Regions from separate parts of the Ovis aries genome. Here region 2 is linked to region 1. Evidence: chromatin contacts called from public Hi-C data. All regions are on one chromosome and are shown on one strand. Each heading gives the region's core, a stretch centred on a gene start, on an enhancer-like site or on the middle of the called end of the contact. The rest is flanking DNA. Distances are from core to core; before and after follow the strand shown.

What was found. A called contact is a pair of places that touch in the nucleus more often than the background predicts.
Region 2: a contact with region 1 is called in a Hi-C map of liver, with 3 times the contacts expected there. The contact joins two enhancer-like sites. A contact is called at or near these places in 7 of 16 Hi-C or Micro-C datasets (blood, hypothalamus, liver and 3 more).

The regions. Positions count from the first base shown.
Region 1 is chr11:40,568,400-40,571,124 of ARS-UI_Ramb_v3.0, forward strand. No RefSeq gene overlaps it. Among named protein-coding and RNA genes, the nearest start is that of CCR7, 32 kb to the left of the region's middle. Within about 2 kb of position 1,367, at least 4 of the 54 cell types and tissues checked have an H3K27ac peak or open chromatin away from gene starts, as enhancers often do. A contact at or near this core is called in liver, where this site is marked.
Region 2 is chr11:40,631,229-40,633,928 of ARS-UI_Ramb_v3.0, forward strand. No RefSeq gene overlaps it. Among named protein-coding and RNA genes, the nearest start is that of KRT222, 6.9 kb to the left of the region's middle. Within about 2 kb of position 1,268, at least 1 of the 54 cell types and tissues checked has an H3K27ac peak or open chromatin away from gene starts, as enhancers often do. A contact at or near this core is called in liver, where this site is marked.

The DNA of each region.
Region 1 (2,725 bases), core at 117-2,616:
GACTGTGTGAAGGTCTGGCATCTCCCAAAGGCAGGCTGAGCTACCCTCCAGCCATACTTCCCCACTCCCAGCTTCCTCACCACCCAAACCCACTGATAGTATCTTTTCTTCTTACTAACTCCTTCATCGTTCACTCCCAGCCAGGCTCACCCGAGGGCCTGACTCCATAGTAAATGTATGGCACAGATGTAGTTATTATTAGTAGTAATTTCTATTTATTTATTTAAATTTTTCCTTTATATTGGAGTAGAGTTGTTGACAATAGTGTGCTAGTTTCAGATGTACAGTAAAGTGATTCAGTTATACATATACCTGTATCTACTCTTTTTCAGATTCTTCCCCATATAGGTTATGATATGTGTTATCATTAACCCTAGTAGATGTAGGAACTGTCCCCAGATCTTGGTGACATTATTGGTGCTGGCATGGCTTGGGGACAGCAAATCCCATTGAGCTGTCCTTGGTTGGTCTGGCTTACTTGGGGACTTGTGTAAGGGAGAAAAGGCTGGCAGGGTTAGGGCATTCTTGGGCTCTCTGTACCCATGACTTCCTACCAGGCCCCACCCAGGACCAGAGGATGGTGAGCCTGTCCACACTGTCTAGCATAACGCAGAGCTAATGTCAGTGGGGCCGCCTGGATATGCCGACAGCACCTACTGTTCATTTAGAGGTGTCCAGACACAGGCGGGAGACCCTCTGAGAGAGCAATAGAGTGGCACACTGGACCTATGGGCACCTCCACCCCCAAGTTGGTTCTGATCTAGCAGTTCTTCAGGTCTCGAGTCTGAAACGTCAGAACCCAGTCACGTGTCTGTGACCAGAGGACGCTCTTAAAATGCCACTTGAAGAATGTTGTTTGGGTACTTTTACACATCAGCTGTTAATCTATACAGGATTTTCCCCTTCCCAGGGTAAAGTGAAAGAAGAGGAAGTGAAAACAGGAGGGGGAGAATTTAGTATAGCATCTCTCGCCTTACAGATAACAACCGAAAACCCCCTAGGCGTTGAACAGAGCCTTGTACTTTCTATAGCTCACCGGCATCCATGGATTGCCTCATTTGGTTCTCAGAGCTCCCCCAGGTGGGAGGCAGGATTCTGAGCCGCCTGATTTCACTCTCATTTGCAGAGAGTAGGTGCTCCTTAGGCAGGAGGCAAGGGCTGGGGACTGGCTATCTTGATAGTAGTTCTTCAGAGCCATTCTAGAGAGGTGCTTTGGGTTTCTGAGTTTCTTCAGGGAATCTGGATTGAAGCTAATCCGTATCTGGTGGAGAAAGGTCTCTGGGACTAGGGATCTGAGCCAACAGTCCTTTGGCCAGAGCTCTTCGGCCAAACAGGACAGAAACATTGGTCTTCCTAGTGCTGAGTCACCACCATCTGCTGACCTTTCCAGCCACGGGACTCTCCTGGGTGCTGGGGATTCCCTACCTCAAAGCCCAGGGCCTCTGAGAAATTTTGATTGCATTATCTCCTACTGAGAAAGGGGTGGTCTTACCAGAGTCCAGTAGGCATGTTTTAACCTGTCTTGTTGCTTTAATAGTCTCCCATAACAACTCATTCCTCTACCTCCCAGCCAGGAGGACCAAGTGGAGGCTGAGATTCAGCCTGGGTTTGGAATCAGAACCCTCCAGAGTATCCCCCCTCCACTTGAGCAACTGGCTTATTGTGTGATCAAACCCAACTTGAATCTGAAGTCAATCTCCTGACCCCAGGTTGTGGTGAAGGAAAGTGCAGCGTTTATTGCAGGGCACCAAGAAAGGAGTACAGGTGGCTAAAGCTCAAAACCCCCAAACCCCACGATGGCTTTCAAGGAAAGATTTTTAAAGAAAGGGTGAGGGAGAGGGTTGCGTGGTATATGATCAACTTGTGGACATTCTTCTGATTGGTTGGTGGTGAGATAATCAAGGATTAACATCATCAACCTTCTGGTTCCAACCAGTCTGGGGTTACGTGCTTGTGGTCAGCATGTAGTTAGCATCTTCCATCTGGTGGGGGTTTCAGTTATCTGTGAAATAGCTCAAGGACATGGCTCAGAACATGACCTATAGCCCTTGAGGAGGGACTAAGTGTCCTTGACTTCGTTTAATTGCTAAGCTACAGTTATTTTGTCTTCCTTGACTGTTTTCCTTGATTTTTGCATTTTCTCACTTCTCTAATTAAATTTGTTTTTTTGGGAAAGTCTAGGAGGCTGAAGTTTTTCTACAACTGAGAGGCAGGTAGAGGACATGTTGTGGGGGGTCTTCCCAGGAAGGCCCCATTGGGTCCTGCTTGGTTATAATCCCCCCCTTTTTGTGATACTCCTCAATCTGGAAGGGTAACAGGTGTAGGAAAAGAAAGGGGATGAAATTTTGGATAAGGAGGTTAACCATAAGCTTGGCAGAAGAACTCAGTTTTAGGGGAACTCAGTTTTAGTTGCTGCCCCTTTCTGTCTCTGTGCCAAACTTTCCACAGGTCCTTCCTTGCCTCCCATAGTGCCCTCTCTCTATCTCCCACTGACCTTTCAGAACCAGCTCAGATACCACACTTCTGAAGCCTTCCTTAGTGTCTGCACACAGGAAAGTTTGTTTCCCTCCCCTGACTCATGGGACCATGCATGTGGCCTTTGGTAGAGACAGTCAGTGCATTTCTCTCCTCTTTCTCCAAGGGCCCAGGACCCCTCATCTCTGAGTGTGCTCCATCACAGAACTCTCAAACCGTCAGTAAGCGTTGAATGAATGGGTGGAGATCT
Region 2 (2,700 bases), core at 18-2,517, 63 kb after region 1:
TTGCTGATATCAGAGAAAATAAACACAAATGAAAAATGAGAGACTTAATTCTCCTTCTTGAAAATAAGGAAAGAGATACCTCCCCCATCTCTCTTTTCTTGAAACAATTGCTTTAGAAATCTTGTAGATTCTTTCTCTGTCTCTTCAAAACATAAGTGCATATTTTAAAAAGGTCAATAAACCATTGGCCAGCTATATGACTCAGGGATGTTTTCCTCATGTTCCTCAAAGGAACCATACTTTGGAATGTAAACATCCAAGGAAAGCAGCACCCCGGTCTTCTAGTTCCTGAGGGAAGGAAGGAGCCTCTCTCCAAAACTAACTCCTATTACAAGATATGTACTTGCCCTCTATATGAAGCCTATTAGTGAACACAGATAGTAACCCCAATCACTAGGTGAAGTCACCCGAATTACTAGGTGAACCATGCGTGACAAATGATGACGTCAGGTCCTCTTATTTGAGGACGGGTTTATCTTGAAAAGAAAGATGTAATGGATTTTAACTGCTTGGCTATAAAAGGGTAAGAGATCCTTCTGTCTGTGATTTTCTTAGTGGATTGAATGAAATGTCCATCACATTCTGGTTTAATGCTTATTCAAAGCAAAAATGTCTTCTTTCTCTACTACCTTTGTGGAGAGGCTTTCTGAATGAGGAGAATATTTTATTTTTAATTGTATTTCCCCAACAAGTTCCAGTGAGTTTCCCTGGTAGCTCAGATGGTAAAGAATCTGCCTGCAGTGGAGACCTGGTTTGATCCCTGGGTCCGATCCCTGGGTCAGGAAGATCCCCTGGAGAAGGGCTTGGAAATCCACTCCAATATTTTTGCCTGGAAAGTTCTATGGACAGAGGAGCCTGGTGGGCTATAGTCCATGAGGTCACAAAGAATTGGACACTTCTAAGTGACTAACACACACACACACACACACACACACACACACTAAGCTTCAAAAAGCAGCTAGTGTCTGATCTTGGCTTTGAAAGACAACCTACATGTTACAGACAATCTATTTTAAACTATCTAACATTTCCTATTTGTAATTTAGCCCACACATAGGACCCTGATTTAGGCAGGTGGCAATGGAGGCTTTGACTTGCACTTAAAAAAAATTAATCGAGGGGAAATTCACGTAACATAAAATTAACCTTTAAAAAATGTACAGGACTTCCTGGTGGGGCAGTGGTTAAGAATCCTCCTGCCAATACAGGGGACACGGGTTAGATTCCATGTCCTGGTTCAGGGAGGTTACACATGGCCGCAGAGCAACTAAGCCCTCTTGTGGCAACTTCTGAAGCCTGCACATCTTGGAGCCTTGCTCTGCCCAAATCAAGAGAAGCCATTGCAATGAGAAGCTGCACACTGAAACTAGAGAAAAGCCAGTGCAACAGTTAAGACCCCCTGCAGCCAAAAATAAATCAGTAATAAAACTGTACAGGTCATTCAGCACATTCACAATGCTGGGTAACCAGCACATCCATCTAGTTCCAAAGCATTTTCAGAAGAAAAACCGTACCCATTAAGCAATCACTCCACATTCCTCGACCCCCCAGCCTATGTAACCATCAATTTGCTTTCTGTCTTTATGAAGAGCAGCACTAATCATAATACCCCCCAAATGGAAATAACTCAAGCTTTCATCAACAGATGAGTGAGCAAACTGTGGTATATCCACTCAATGGAATATTCAGCCACAATAAGGAATGAAGCACTGATACATGATACAACATGGATGAGCCTTGAAAACATCATACACAATCAAAGGACACGTACTGTCTGTATTAAACATCCAGAACTGGTTAAAAAAATTTTTTTTTTGAAAGGAACGTTTTAACACATATGGAAAGACATTATACGCTAGACTTTGAGCTCTTACCGCAGATGATGTGGCCTCCATGTGAAGTGGTAATTGGTAGCAGCAAAGAGGGAGAGGTGGTAGGTAGAAAAATCAGAGGGTGGCTGACGGTAGGGGACACAAAAGTTCACAGAAATTCCTCTGTTTGACATTGAACATCCATCTTGCCTAAGCAAGCTGTGTCTCTGTATAAACCTTCTCTGACATTAGTGCTGGTTGCGTCCTAGTTCTGGATATACGCCTTGCATCACTATTATGGTTGTAATTGTCTAGTCCTCACAACTGAGCGTGTGTTTCAGACGCCTTGAATGCAGGGCTCAGCTTTACTTTTCCTCTTTTGTTGTCTCCAGCAGCTTTCCCAGGACAGATTGTGTGGACAGCAGGAAAAGTGTGGATCACATGCAGAGGTACAACATAGCTCTTATTGGTAACCCAGATTTGTATATCTTTGGATATTATTTTGGCTTATTGGTCTTCACATAATAGCTTAAATTACTGAGTGCTGTTTTCAGGCTTAAATGCACTCGCACTGCACAAACTGGCTAAATGAACATGCCTGCTCCAGAAGCAAGCTCTCCTGTCCTGTGTCTCCCTCTGCCTTCTTACTTCCCCTTGGTGCTTATCACTGCCTTAGTTCCTCGCTGTCATGACAGAGTCCTCCGACTTTTTCTGGGCTGGACTCTGCTCCCTGCGAGCTGCTATCAGACGCATCTGTTTCTGTCCGTACCTTCCTTCTCTTCTTCCCTTGCTTTCAATTTTCCAGTTCAGTTTCTGAGTGTCTGAGCACCCTTGGCTTCTTGGCACTGTTGTATAGCTTTGAAGGATGCAGTGTACGTGGCTGGCAGTA